Regions from separate parts of the Sus scrofa genome. Here regions 1 and 2 are each linked to region 3. Evidence: chromatin contacts called from public HiChIP or PLAC-seq data. All regions are on one chromosome and are shown on one strand. Each heading gives the region's core, a stretch centred on a gene start, on an enhancer-like site or on the middle of the called end of the contact. The rest is flanking DNA. Distances are from core to core; before and after follow the strand shown. Region 1 holds the start of RSPH3 (radial spoke head protein 3 homolog). Region 2 holds the start of TAGAP (T-cell activation RhoGTPase activating protein). Region 3 holds the start of SOD2 (superoxide dismutase 2).

What was found. HiChIP or PLAC-seq counts read pairs in DNA pulled down with a chosen protein or histone mark.
Region 1: a contact with region 3 is called in an H3K27ac HiChIP or PLAC-seq map of skeletal muscle, with 4 times the contacts expected there. The contact joins the promoter of RSPH3 here to the promoter of SOD2 in region 3. A contact is called at or near these places in 2 of 5 promoter capture datasets (fetal skeletal muscle and liver) and 2 of 2 datasets of contacts at active chromatin or transcription factors (alveolar macrophages and skeletal muscle).
Region 2: an H3K27ac HiChIP or PLAC-seq map of alveolar macrophages shows a contact between it and region 3. The contact joins the promoter of TAGAP here to the promoter of SOD2 in region 3. A contact is called at or near these places in 1 of 5 promoter capture datasets (fetal skeletal muscle) and 2 of 2 datasets of contacts at active chromatin or transcription factors (alveolar macrophages and skeletal muscle).

Annotation. Positions count from the first base shown.
Region 1 is chr1:8,240,077-8,245,003 of Sscrofa11.1, reverse strand. It overlaps RSPH3 (radial spoke head protein 3 homolog), which reads right to left and starts at 1,827. Exons shown (of 8, transcript XM_001926970.6): 1 at 594-1,827. The coding sequence starts at 1,102.
Region 2 is chr1:8,207,830-8,212,829 of Sscrofa11.1, reverse strand. It overlaps TAGAP (T-cell activation RhoGTPase activating protein), which reads right to left and starts at 3,532. Exons shown (of 10, transcript NM_001243543.1): 1 at 3,422-3,532; 2 at 2,737-2,821; 3 at 2,596-2,649; 4 at 2,223-2,289; 5 at 441-607. The coding sequence starts at 2,763.
Region 3 is chr1:7,675,861-7,680,724 of Sscrofa11.1, reverse strand. It overlaps SOD2 (superoxide dismutase 2), which reads right to left and starts at 1,373. Exons shown (of 5, transcript NM_214127.2): 1 at 1,032-1,373; 2 at 475-677. The coding sequence starts at 1,054.

The sequences.
Region 1 (4,927 bases), core at 578-3,077, 560 kb before region 3:
TGGTGCTGTATGCCGGCAGCTGCAGCTCTGACGGGACCCTTAGCTTGGGAAATTCCATAAGCCACGGGTGCGACCCTAAAATAAACAAACAAATACGGATATTTGAATATTTGCAAATACTCATGAAAGTAAAAGCACAAATTGGGGGCCTAAACCTGATTCCTGTCCAAAGACTGTATGGTAACCGCTTGGCTCCCCTTTTGGTGTGTGACACCTTTGTCCCTCAGTTTCCCCGTGCATAATGGAGTTATACAACCAACTTTACAGCACTGGGGACTAAGAAAGTGTATGCAAATGCTCCTAGAAGGGGCAACAATAAACACCAGTTGACTCAAAGTTAGTGAAAATAAGTCGGTTTCCTGTACATGTTATCGATCATGCCAGCATCAGTACCACTGAAAGTTAACTAATGCCCTTTCTTGCTTCATTCCTCCACACCACAGTAAAGTCCTTTAGGGAGAAATTTTATTTCGCAGAATGCAGAGGAAAGAAAGCAGCAGAGGCAGGTTTTCCCAGGGCTAAGGGCCAGCAACCCGCGGTCCCAGGATGGGGGTTGGGGAGTGTCGACCACACGGGCTGGTTTGCTCACTCACGGTTGCATCAGGTTGTCCCGGTAACGGCGACGCTGGCAGGGCAGGGCCCGGGGCCGGCTGGTGTAGGTATAGGTGGCCATGGCCGGAGAGGCGCGGTCCGTCAACGCGGAGGCCACGTCCGGGGTCGGACCGCTTCGCTTTCGGTGAAGCTTGGCTTCGAAGCAGGTGGGCACTAAAGTGTCGTGGGAGCCGGCGAGGTGCACGGAGTGCCAAGGGCAGGGACTCCGCGACGCAAGGACAAGCGGCAAGAAAGGAGGCGGGCGGGACCGGAGGCTGCCAGGGCAGGAGGTGGGAGCTACGTTCGGCTTACTCCAGGCAGCACAGAGCCCGCCCGCGGCGCCTCCACCGGTTGCCAAGCAACCCAACGTTCCGTCTGGGGGCGGGACTTCCGGGCAGTTCCGGCTGGCGGGTTTCGCGAGAAGGCCCGGGCTCTGGGGCACTTCCGGTTTTGGACTCCGCCCATCCGCGCCTCCCTTGCAGATATGCCTGCTCATGAGTGAGATGGGCATGGTGGCCCCCTGGCCCGGCTTTTGAGTGTGGGTTTGCTGGGCCAGTGTCGGCGCCGTGTCCCAGGCCGAATTCCTTGAGGGCCGTCCTCAATTGTTAACCCCTCCACTGCCGCCGCGCCTCTACGCCGGGCGGTCCACCTGCAATCTCACACCCATGGCACCCGGCCTCAGCTCTGTTACGTGCCAGGGCCGGACGAGGGCTTCCCTGCTGTCTCCTCCCAGCACTGCCACCTCTTCAGCCCTGGGGGCCAACTGCTGCGGCCTCCGCAGCTGGTCTGCATTTCCCGCCTGGCTTCTCTGCCTGCCGCTCTGTTGATCGGCCTTCAGGGGGCGCTGTGGCGCACAGGGCGTGGAGGGCCCCCCGCAGACATCTCATTTTGGGAAAGGTGGGCGCTTTGTTGAGTTTTTTAAGCCACCTGTGTGTGCCCTGAAGAATGATGAAGCATCATGGGGTGGATCTGCCCTTAGAAACGCAAATGCATTGGTTTTAGTATTAACAGTGTAAAAGTTACTGTTTTGTGTAAGTGAAGTTTATGCATCCGTGAGTGATCAGTTACTTGCATTCTTCGGTTCAGCTTAATGCTTGGATTTAAATCCAAGTTCTGCAGTGTACTAGACTCATAACCTCTGGCAAGGTAATGTTTCTGTGCTTCATCTTGCTAATCTGCAAAATGCGGGTAATAGAATTTATCTCTTAGAGTTTTCATGACGATTAAAAAACCTAAGTATCTTTAGATCTGTGTCTAGTAAGTGATAAACCATCCTATTAAGATCTAGATCCCTCCTGTGCTTTGAAGCTTATGGCCTAAAGCAGATGTAGGCGTTGTATAAACGCTAATACAAGGTGTGTGGTAAATACTAGAGGTAAAAACACTGCGTGAAGATTTTAGTTCTGAACACTTAATTGGAGGTAATTTCTGAATGGGCTAAAGGAGAAAGTGGCATTTAAGTTGTGTTTGATATGTGTAGAAAGGATGAAAGATGACTCAAAGATTTTTGATTAAACATTGGACATTGTATAGAAAAAATTGCAGAGGAGCAGGCACTGGCTGATGTTGTCTTTCTTCAGAGGTGGTTTTCAGCTGACAGGGTAAGAGCAAATGACCTTTAAGCAAGGATTCAGACTTTGGGATCACTTTCTGGTTTGCCCTTATTCCAAAGCATAGGCCTTCAGGAGTCTCAACAGAAAAACCACATCAGTTTGGGGGAGAGCAGCACAGGCAGAAGAGGAGCTGACCCACAGTCCCTCCCAAGAACGGGAAGGAGTAAGGATCAGATAGGGTAGAGCCTTGGAGGAGGGTGGAGGAGTTTGGATTATGGAGAGCTGTTCAAAGCTCTCAGGTGGGGGGATGACACATCTGAGTTACCTTTTACAAAGGTTCAGCCATTGCTAAGTGAAGAATGGATCGTAAGAAAATAAGGAGTTGGGAAAGCGTTGCCGATGAGAGGGGTGCGGCTTGAGTTAGGGTGATGGTGGGGAAAATGGAGAAATGTATTTCGGATATTTTAGATAATGAATTTAGATAACTTACAAGCAAAATGGCATGATAGTCATTTATTGAGGTGCAGCCAACTGGGTGAAAGGAGTAGGAAACTGAGAGTTCTGTCTGGGGCAAGTTCTTTCTGAAATGCTTTGGGCATCCGTGGGAGGTATCCCGCTGGTGGGTCAGGGATGTGAGGCTGGAGTTCAAGGGAAAGATTCAGATATGAATTTAATCCTCATGAGAGTTTAGAGGGCTTTAAAGCTTTTAAAAGTAAACTGTGTAGTCTTGCTGAAACCAACAGTTTGAGGAGCTGTGGGGTCAGCCTGGTCAAATACGACGAGAAGTCAAGTAAGATGAGAACTGAGAAGTAACCACTGGCTTTGCCAAAGTGGAGTCGTCTGTGCACCTGATCATAATAGCAGTTTCTGTGAAGTGGCCGGACTGAGCCCACGTGGGGCAAAGTGAAACAGTTTTAGTTGTGTAACCATAGATTATTCTTTCCAGCAGTTTTGCTGTTGTCTTAACTGCTCAGTGGACAAGTCTCTCAACTGAAAATGGGTGGCGGAATTATTAGGTTTTTGCCACAAGGTGTCAGTAATTCTTTATGAACTTTTAGTAAGTGAAATAATTGTAGCACAAGCTTACCTTGTATTAAGGAAATACTATTTTAAAAAAATCATATTTACAAAATAGGCCAATTAGAAGGTAGTTGTTTACATCGTGGGAAGGGGTCCTTTTAAGTGCCAGCCTCTCTGGAATATTTGACGTGTGTAAAGGACCCATTGAGCACAGGCTAGGAATCAGCAGGCCAGGGTTCTGGGCTCAGAGCACTGGATTGGGAGTTAGAAGACTTCCGTTCCACTCTAGTTTTGCACTCACTAGCTGTGTGACCTCAGGCAAAATGTAAATGATTCTTTGTCTCATTGATTTTTTTTTTTTGTCTTTCATTATTATTTTAAAATAGCAGAGTAGATGCCACTTTACCCATCTCACCCAATTATTCTTACATATCCAAAGACACGTGTATAGCAGTGTTTAGAAAATTGGGAAATGCAATGTAAATACAAGATTTAAAACAATTTTTATAAACCTCCTTTACACCCAACTTTCCATCAGCATTGGCATTAGAGTAAGCAGTTATATGAGTGAAGACTCTCCGTTGCAAATGGTAGAAACCCAGCCCAGCTTGAACTTGCTTGGCAAGAAGGGCATGTTTTGAAGTTTATAGGGGCACCTCATGTGACCTCAGGAAGGGCAGCACTGCGGGGATGGGAGGGCCGCAGGCTTCACTGGAATCTGGAGTTTGAACGACGGCCGTGTGGGCACCGCTGCTTTCCTCTTTATTCTGTCCGCTGTCGTTATCTCTCATTTCCGACTCTCTTCAGCCACCTAATGGGAACATTTTGACATTACAAAGGTTATAGGACATCCATGCGACAACATCCTGTAGGATGCTATAAATTATCTTGGTTTTGGTGAAGAGACTATGAATTTCAGATTTATGAAAGCCATTGTCAATTAATGCTGATTTTCAGATTTAAAAAATAAAACCCAAATGTTCTGCAACAGTCTAATATCATCAAGTCTTTATTTAAAAAAATTTAGATGATCTTGAATTATTTTTTCCTTCAGTAAATTGATGTTATAAAGAGTTAAAGGAGTTCCGGTCATGGCACAGTGGTAATGAATCTCACTTGGAACCATGAGGTTGCCGGTTCGATCCCTGGCCTCGCTCAGTGGGTTAAGGATCCGATGTTGCCGTGAGCTGTGGTGTAGGCCGGCAGCTGTATCTCTGATTAGACCCCTCTCCTGGGAACCTCCACATGCCACGGGTGCGGCCCTAAAAAGACAAAAGACAAAAAAAAAAAGAATTAAAAGTTAAGATAAAGGGATTGATGTACCTAATTTAAAGAAACTGAAATTTAAAAAAATTTATCCCAAAAAAGATAGGTATATATTTTTTTAAAAAGCTTCATTTTATACATTTCAGAATGAGACTTCTTAAAAGGCCTTCTAATCTGTAACATATGTTAATTGAAATCTATTTTATGTAACTCTAAGAAGACACATATCATTGATATTATGAGGTGCATTTGTTAGTTATGTACAATGTATTTAATTTCTTTTAAATCCTCCCATGCGATAATTGCTTTTAACCAAAAAAAATCTGAAATAGGACCATGACTTTTTTCCTGCATATGCATTAATTCATCACACAAGTTTAGTCATCGGTGAGATTTTATCTGCAAATAAATTCCCCTGACTTGAATTCCCTTAGCAGAAGCAGAAGCAAGTTTTATACACTTTCTTATATTGAATGGATGGAATCTGTCTTCCAGCC
Region 2 (5,000 bases), core at 2,283-4,782, 530 kb before region 3:
TCCAGTCCAGCTGTTATCAGCTGTCTCCCTCGACCCTGCCTTCTTCTAAGAGGAGGTAAACCGGGAAGGCGCAAATCCGCACCTTCTAAGAGCACTCCAGGCCTCCCGCCTCTCAAGTCATTCCACGTGAACGCTGGATTTCTGACCATAAACTCTATAAACCCCTGGTCGCTGATTTTTCGGAAGGTACACACTTTCAGCATTCCTAACTCCACGAGGGCAGAAGGAGGGAGGGACTGCCTACCCAAGCACAGGGGCGAACGCAGCTCATTTCTAGAATGGGAGTGGCCAGGTATCTTCCTAACCGCACTCAGAGGCGGAAACACCATTTTCCAAAATGGGAAAAATGAAAGACTGGCCCACACAGGTTTAGCCTGACAATGACACTCAGGTTCCACAGGATTTTTCTGAAGCAGTGTCAGGAGTGAGCGTGCGCCTACCTGAATGGGTCTGGGGAGCGTGTCCTCGTCGCTGCAGAGAGCCGACAAGGGCTGAGCAAACAGTGACGTCTTCAACTCCGTCTCTGAAGCTCCAGAAAAGTCTGAGGAGGGAGAAAGCCTTCTCAGGAGAAAGAGCCAGGACAGCACCTTCTTTCTCTTCTTAATTTCTACAGCCACAAAAACAAGGCAAAGAGAAATCAGATTCAAATACTGATACACAGGGATCCAGATAAGACAACAGATACAGTCCACTAAGGTTTGCCATGTGGGGGAATCGTTTTTGAAGAACGGAGGAAGCGAAGGGTGTGAATCTTAATCTAGAGAAATCAACCCGAAAAACCACCACCCTGTTACCAGGGCAACCAGCCCCTAAACATCAACACCAAGGTTCCTCAAAGTCTCCACCTTTCCTGTTTTTACTCTTCATCAGCTCTTTGCTGCAGAAAATGGGCAAAACCTAATTAAATAGGTCATAAACAACCGTTTTAACATATTGCCCTTAATAACCACGGTGGATATTTCTGAGGTGAAACAGATTGTTTCACTTTGCTCCTTTGAGGAGTGAAGAAAACGAAACTTAGAGGAAGAGGAAGCGATTTGCTCAAGGCCGGTTTGAAGGCCCTTCGCCCGCGGGCCACTGACCTCAGTGGCCATGCCGGCACCCTCCACTAGAGGGAGCTACGTCACGAAGTCACCCGCAGGCGCTTCCAGGGTTTCGCCCGAGGGGTGGCGGGCGGGGTGCTCCAAGGCCGGGCAGGCGGGAAGGTTTGAACTTAGACCTGGAAACTGTGAATTCTCGGTAAAACTTGATCAAGATATTCCATCCTTTCAAAATACCGTTTCCTATTTCTTTCCTTTAGGATATTCTCACGATTCTGTGCCTCAAGGGCCCTTCCACTGAAGGGATATTCAGTGGGTGCAACATCTCCCAAGTTTCCTTCCTTCTCTTCTCGCTCTCCTTCCTTCTCCTTTTTTGCCAGTGGTAAAAGCTATATTGCAAATGCCTTGGCACATATTTCTACACTTTTTATACTGGCAAACGGAAGAGAATGGATACAGACCTGGCTTGTCCTCAGAGTTCAGGAGAACTGGGTCAGGGTTACAATGAATTGTGGCAAAAGTAAGAGTGAACGGTGGGTCCTTTGGGATTTGAGATGGGCAACAATTGCTTCCTGTGCTCTTAGAATCATTCTCCAGGAGAGGGAGAGGGAGTGGGAGGGGCTCGGAGGTGGGCGTTAGCAGATGCAAACTATTGCATTTGGAGTGGATAAGCAGCGAGATCCTGCTGTCTAGCCCAAGGAGCTATATCTCATCACTTGTGATGGAACAGGATGGAGGATAATGTGAAAAAAAGAATGTGTGTGTGTATAACAGGGTCCCTTTGCTGTACAGCAGAAACTGACAAAACACTGTACATCAACTGCAACTGACAAATTAAAAGAATCACTCTCCATATGAGAAGGAAGAGCATGGAAAAGGCAACTGTGTATGTTCCACAAGTATGCACGCTCCAACTGTCAAACCTTAATGGCCAGGAATCTGTAACCACACTCGGACCCCTCAGGAGAGCTGGGGGTGGCCTCGGGAGGGTCTCACCCACCAGAGCACCTGACCTGCTCTCTGGGGAGCTGGAGCCTTCCTGCCGCTTAAGGGTTAATGTTCTGTGGTCTTTAAAAGAACATGTCAAAAAAAAAAATTCCTAGTAAAGCGCTGTGGTTTTGCAAACCAAGAACCTTTGTTGTTATCATTTACATAAAAGATCAGTATATTTTCAAAACTCACCGATTAGCTGGCAAATGCTATCTTCACTCTCACATGATGCCAACAGAGGATGTGCCTTGATATCACCCTAAAACATATTTATCTTAGTTAAAATAATGATTGAAGACATCTGCCCAGTCTTTCCACGCAAATCAACATCTTATTCATAACAAAAATTAGTCAATAGTCTAATTTTTTTCTAGCTTCTCGAATCCATATTAAAGTCTTGTTTGTCATCCTATAAGATCTCAATTAATATTAGTGCTTAATTCACTACACTTATTCTATTGATTTTCCATCCTGATAACTAAATAATACAAATGACATTCCATTAATACAAAGCTTTTCATCTTCCCACAGTGCAGATAAAAAGTTTTAAAAACTGCTTTCTTACCTCTGATTGGCATTCAATTAATGTCTCCATATTACTGGCATTTAGTGTTTTTGACTAAAAGAGAAAAACTTAAATTAGGGAAACATCTTTGACTCTTGCCTTGAAAAAACATGAATTAAGAAACGTAAGAAGGGCACATACAGCATGGCAGCTGCTGGTCAACTTCATTAGAGTTTGGGCTGACTGTCCAGTGATGAATTTTGCTCCCGTGTGGCCTTGGCTCTGTCTACGAGAAGTCATACAGGAAAGAGTTAGGAGGGTTACACAGAATGTGTTGGCCAATTTCAGCGGCACTCTGACAAAACACGAAGTTTGAAACTATCAGGTAGAAAAATTTTCCCAGATGTCTTATGTTATTTAAACACAGCATCTGAACACACTAATTTCTCAATGTTTTAAACCTGATACCTTCATCCTGCCAAACTTTGTTATTCATTTATTACATTCTCATCAGGAGATAACTGCATTACAGTTGTAATACCAACTGACATTTTTTTTTTTTTTCCTGGAGCGCTCACTCTGTGTCAGGGTGCTGTTTTAATTGCTCGGCACAGATTTTCTCGTCTCATCAGAAAAGGAAAAAACGTATTCCTAGGATGCTACTTAAACTAGACATAGAGCAAAGATTAACATGTACAGATTCCCTGTACCCCCAAAGGGCAGGCTGCCCATTAAAGCCAAGCTTTCTGAGTTTATTCTTTATAAAAGTATTTGTTGCATATTCCACGGTAGAGCCGGTAGAGCCGTTTTCTGTTAGATACAGTCTTACAGCTCAGGGACCCGCTAGGCAGCTTACGGTCTCGTCACGTTAATTTACGGTACTCACCCTCGGAGGGCCTCCAGCCAGAGTTCTTTCACCTCCCGTGAACTGAGGAAAATGGGAGAAACAGCATGACACTCTGCTCCTACTAATCCACTGTCAGAGAGGAGACGGAACGGCTCTAACTTCACGTGTTCTGCATTATAAGGCGAGGGGGCGGGCAGGTGGAAATTCAGAATCTTACTGAGACCGGAAAGAACATCACGGGCTGTCACCCAGACCCGGACCCGGCCAGCCAGACGCTGGAGAGCTCTCACTTCCTCATTCCTTTTAGGGCAGCCCTGGTCCTTTTTTTTTTTTTTTTGCTTCTTCCACTTCAAAGTAAAACATCTGCGAACTACCAGGGGTGGAAAAAATGACATATGGCCATAAAGTGAAGGGTCTGATCAATGTCATGGGTGGGATGTGTGAATAAGAAATTGTGTTATTCTGTACGTAAACATCGCTTTGTTTTCTGAAGTGGTAATTTCAGGTGCCCCCCCTGTTCCTCGTCTTCTATTTGGGCGCCGTCTCCCCTCCCACTCACCATCTCCCCTGCTCATTAGTCACCAGACATTGATAACCACCCTCTGGGTGTGGGATGTTGTCCCTTCAAGAAGCCCAGGACACCCGCTGCCTCTTTTGAAAAACAGCCACCGTCAAAAGCCAGGTCTGGAGTTCCCATCGTGGCTCAGTGGAAACGAATCTGACTAGCATCCATGAGGACACAGGTTCGATCGCTGGCCTCGCTCAGTGGGTTAAGGATCCCGTGTTGCTGTGGCTGTGGTGTAGGTCGAAGACGCAGCTCTAATTGGACCCCTAGGCTGGGAACCTCCATAAGCTGCAGGTGCAGCCCTAAAAAGACCAAAAAAAAAAAAAAAAAAGCCAGGTCTGCTTCCTCTGGAATGAGGAGCCGTCACCATGCGAACCTCTGCTTTCTCCAACCCCATCCTTAAGTCGTAGTCAGGTCAGCCCCAGTCCTGACACGGGCAGAAAAGCAAACACTCCTGTGGTCAGACCATTTGAAAGTAGGAAGGAGATGGTGAGTTTCACCTGCGGACACTCCTTCTGGATCAGAGCAAATCCTTGGTCTTTGCTATGGCCTGAGGCTGCAGGTGAAATGACTCAGACACAGCAGAACAGATACCTGGACTGGGACACATTCTCACAGTGGAGTCTCAGGAGAATGAACAGTCTGTAACTGCACTCAGTGACATGGTTGGGGCTCACAAACAAACAAACAAACAAACAAAAAAACCCCAAAAACAGAGTAAAAGAGGCCAGACCTAAGAGTGTATCTTGTACGCAAAGCCCCCAAAGACCAAGTTCACCTATACTCACCTACTAGAAGCCAGAAAATCATTTCCTGGGGGTGGGTAGTGACTCCAAGGGGTCAGAGAGGGGCTCTGTGATAGCCCATCTCTCCATGTGGGTGCGGTAAGTCTCGGGGGCTCATTTCTGTGTGTAGCTTATTCTTCAAGAAAGGCTTCCCAAACCCTTTTTATTCTTAGCACTTGTAATCTGGAGCCGTTTGCACTTTGACAGAGCTACGTCTTTACCCCGAAGAGGAGGTCTGGACAGGCAGACTCTGGGAAACTGAGGCGGG
Region 3 (4,864 bases), core at 124-2,623:
GAAATTCAATAAAGACATATTTAAGAAAAAAATACACTTGTAACTGCGTAGCTTCAGCCATACATACAGCCTGGAAACAGGGCTGTCAATTATTTCCCTCGTGCAAACCACGACTGTTAGCTAAGAAAGTGAAATACTCTTTTGTATAGAAACGTTAAAACCCAGTAGCCCCATACATAACCCCCTGACGCAAAGCACAAAAAAGTCTCCGCATTACTGGTTTTGTCACCTGCGCTCTTTGTCAAAAATACTCCCTATTATATTTTCAGCAAATTGCAAATCATAGCAATTCGACGCGAGCCTGTCTCAGTTGCCCAGGCAACCGATGTTCCCCACGTGAATTCCACCCCCTGAGTCAAAGCACAAACACGTGAAGCGCTTCTACGAACCGAGGGGCATCTCCGTACCGAGACACGCCTCGCGGCCACCCTTCCCCGCGGCCAGCTTCTCAAAGCAGGGCCCCTGGGCACCTACCCTTTTTCAGCGCCTCCTGGTACTTCTCCTCCACGACGTTCAGGTTGTTCACGTAGGCCGCGTGGTGCTTGCTGTGGTGCAGTTGCATGATCTGGGCGTTGATGTGCGGCTCCAGGGCGCCATAGTCGTACGGCAGGTCGGGGAGGGTGTGCTTCTGCCGGGAACCCAGGACCCCCAAAGCCGGCACCAGATTCCTGCTCGAGCTGGAAAGAAAGCAAACAGCCGGATCTGCTCGAGCGGGCAGCTCCCTTTCAGCCGCGTGCCCGTCTCCGCAGACCCGGCTGGAAGGACCCGCGCACCCTGGCCTTCCTATCGTTGGCCCGCTAGCCGTCCAGTCTTGGAAGCATTAAATTAACGCTGAGGTCCAGCGCTTCGGCGGCACCTGGACGTGCTCAGCGGACACCTGCCCTGAGGCCCGGCCGCCCGCAGCGTCTCCGTAACGCCTGGGCCCCCAAAGTGCTCTGGACGCCGCGGGGCCGGCGCGAGCGGGGAGGCAGAAGCGCGGGCGGGCGGCTCGGCGGGCCTTGTCCCGGCTGCTCCCGCTGCCCGGCGCTCACCTGCACGCCGCCCTGCACAACATGGTGATCGCCGCCCGCTGGACCCTCAGAATTCCAGCCGCCGGGCTGCTCGGACCGACCGGCTGAACTCGTGTCCCGAGACGCGCTACAAGGACATAGCCGCCGCCGTGGCTCCGCCCCCTACGCCCGCCTCGGCCCCGCCCCCTGTTTCCGCCGTTTCCAATCCGGGGGCGGGGGGGGGGGAAGCCCCGGGCTCTGCCCGACCGCGCCGCACCCGCGTTCTGGGCTCAGGGGACGCAAGAACTGGGGCACCTGCACTTTTTCCAGCTGCCGCGCGAACGTGGTGCCCCTTCTTGCCGGGCTTCCGAGCGTGTTGCCAAATGGAAGGTCGCAGTCCCCCCCTCATATGAGATGGTATGGCCCTAAGCCTCCCCCTCCTCCGCACGAAGGCGCGGCCCTGCAGGGCCTGCAGGTGGGGGACTCTGCCCGCGGACAAGCAAGGGCGTTGTGCTCCTGCACTAGCGTCCCGGTTTCTTCCCTGTCACCGCGGTGGGGGGGAAGCCTCTGGGTCACGCGACCTGCTCCAGAGGGCAAGGTCCCCCTGGAAGGCCGGCCCTGGCGCTGCTAAGATGTAGGGCCAGTGCCCCTCCAACCACTGCCCAGAGTGACCTTGCTTTCCGAGTAAACTGACCTTGGGACCTCCGCCAGGCCTGATAATAGTATTACTGAGCACCCAGGATGTGGCAGGGACTGAGCTGCATGGTTTACAATTATATTTATTTCACCCTTAGGGTAGGTATCATTGATTCCAGGCAACTGTTAATAAACTCTATGAAGTTAGGCAAGTTGTCCTGGTCACACCGTTAGTAAGTGAAAGAGTCTGGATTAGAATCCAGAATTCATACTGTCTTGATTATTAAGCCTTAGCAGCGAGGTCTTGAGCGTCTTTGGGAGAATATAAAAGTACAACGGAGGAGTCTTTCCTGCGAGGTGTCATATATCTAATGAGCTCCAAGTATTAAGTGCTTTGTCAACAATTAAAAAAACAATCCTGCATTGTGTAAATCCTCCCTGTATAGAAGCTAGGAATAGAAGTTAGGAAGGCTTTACACTGGCCTGAGTTGGGTCTTCGCTGAACAGAATAATATAAAAGGAAACAGATTAAAAAGTGCTGAATAGGATGTCAGTTACTTTCTTCCACCCTCACCCCACCCATGACCCAAGGATGACTAGGCTTTGGCATGACTAGGGGACAGCAAAGGGGAACCACTGAGCAAGGCTTCACAGCAAGAAGGTGGGGTTGGCTGATAGTCAGGTGAAGGTAAGGGTATGTGATCGGAGGAATGAGGCATTTCAGGTTGGGACCAGGTGACAGATGTCCTTAAAACTCGAACATAGGGAGTTCCCATTGTGGCTCAGTGGGTTAAGAACCCAGCATAGTGTCCACGAAGAGGCAGGTTCAATCACTAGCTTCACTCAATGGCTTAAGGATCTGGGGTTGTCATGAGCCATGGCATAGGTTACAGACGCAGCTTGGATCCAATGTTGCTATGGCTGTGGTGTAGGCCGGCAGCTGCAGCTCCCATTCGACCCCTAGCCTGGGAACCTCCGTATACCTCAGGTGCGGCCATAATAAATAAATCTCAAACATGTGCTTAGTAATGGGAAACTGAGGAGCATTTTAGCTGAAATGAGGCACACTGAAAATAGTTTTTCAGGCAAGGGAGTCTGCACCTTAATTAGAGGCACAGGCTAGTTAGAAAGCTGTTGCAAGAATCCTAGCATGAGATACTCAGAGCCGATTTTAGGGTACTAGCTGTAGGAACCAGAAAAACGGGCCACTTAGCAGGATGAAACAATAGAATTCAGTGACAGATCAGTCACTAATAAAAGGGCTAGTTCTAGTAAGAACAAAATATCACTCTAAGGAGACTGAGCCCCATCAGGCTGAATCGATGTTCTTTGAACAAATGATGACACTTTGAGATTGAAATTAACACACACCCCCAGGACATGCCCTTTTGAGCAAGCAGTAAAGATTGGGGTGTCGAAAAGTGACATTTGCAGTCAAGTAAAAGTGACTCTAACATCATATCTGCCTCAGCTACATCCTTCCAGAAGACTACTCCAACTCTGAGAGCAACTGGGATTGAGACCAAGGGTTCGGGGGTGGGGGGAGGGTACAGCAGGTACTGAGAAATTTCTTACACTCCATAAACAGGCCTCTTTTTCTTTTGTAGTTGACCACTGTAAGAAGTACTCCTTCAGTTGGCCCAAGGAGATGGATTATAGTTGACCAGGGTCTGTCCCAGATGCCTCCAGCCAGCTCAGGAGGTCACCTGCCACATCAGGGCACCACTATGAGGAATTTCCCTTCCATAAACTTCCCAAGACTACTTCACAGCCATCTGCAGACCCGCCACAGTCTAGACCAACATATTGGCTGGAGGAAGCAAAACGTGGGTTAAGATGAAATGATTTTGAGCCATTTATTATTTGCATTCACATTCTACTAACAGATCCACCCACGGTGTCTCAAACACAGGAGTGTATTCCCTCGTGCAAAAGAGATCTGGAGCAGGTAGTCTAGGGCTGGGGTGACAGTGCCATGATGTCAACAAGATGCCATCTCTGTCCTCATTTGCCTCATGATCTATAATAGCTTCTAGAGCACCAACCATCTCACCTCCTTTCCATGAAGAAAGAGGGACAAAAGGTGGGTCCCAGCTGTCCCCTGTTTACAGATCCTTTATGGCAGACTCAACAGATTCCACTCAGAATTTAGGTAGAAGATGGAGTTCCCGTTGTGGCTCAGCAGGTTAAGGACACAACATAGTGTCCCTGAGGATAGGGGTTCAATCCCTGGCTTCACTCAGGGGGTTAAGGATCTAGCATTGCTGTGGCTGTGGCATAGGTCGCAGATGCAGCTCTGATTTGACCCCTAGCCTGGGAATTTCCATATGCCTCAGTGAGGTCCTAAAAGAAAAAAGAAATTTCTTTAAAATAAAAAGCATTTAAGTAAAAAGCTGTGCCTAGCTGCAGAGGAGGTTGGGAAATATAGTCATTTAGCTGTGCACATTTCCAGTCTAAAAAAATGTGGAATTCTTTATCTAAAGGGAAAATGAGTAGTGGATTGAAGAATTGCAGTCTCTGCCATATATCCTTCTATGAAACATATTTGCACATGCTTGGTTATCAGCGCTATTAATGGAATGACTTTAAGTACATTCTCTCTTTTTTTTCCTCTCTTCCTTTTCACCCCTTGTATTACAAATCTTATCTAGGCAGGTATTTAAATGAGAATTATTTAGCCAAGACATGGAAACAACCTAAATGTCCATTGACAGATGAATGGATTAAGAAGATGTGGTATAGATACACAGTGGAATACTACTCAGCCATAAAAAAGGATAAAATAATGCCATGTGCAGCAACATGGATGGAACTAGAGACTCTCATACTAGGTGAAGTAAGTCAGAAAGAGAAAGACAAATACCATATGATATCACTTATATCTGGAATATAATATACGGCACAAATGAACCTTTCCACAGAAAAGAAACGCATGGACTTGGAGAACAGACTTGTGGTTGCCAAGGGGGAGAGGGAGGAAGTGGGATGGACTGGGAGTCTGGGGTTAATAGATGCAAACTATTGCATTTAGAGTGGATAAGCAATGAGATCCTGCTGTATAGCACAGGGTACTATATCCAATCATTTATAATGAAACAGGATGGAGGGTAATGTGAGAAAAAGAGTGTATATATGTGTGTGTGCGCATGTGTATGTGTGTGTGTGTGTGACTGGGTCACTTTGCTGTACAGTAGAAAATTGACAGAACACTGTAAACCAACTATAATGGAAAAAATAAA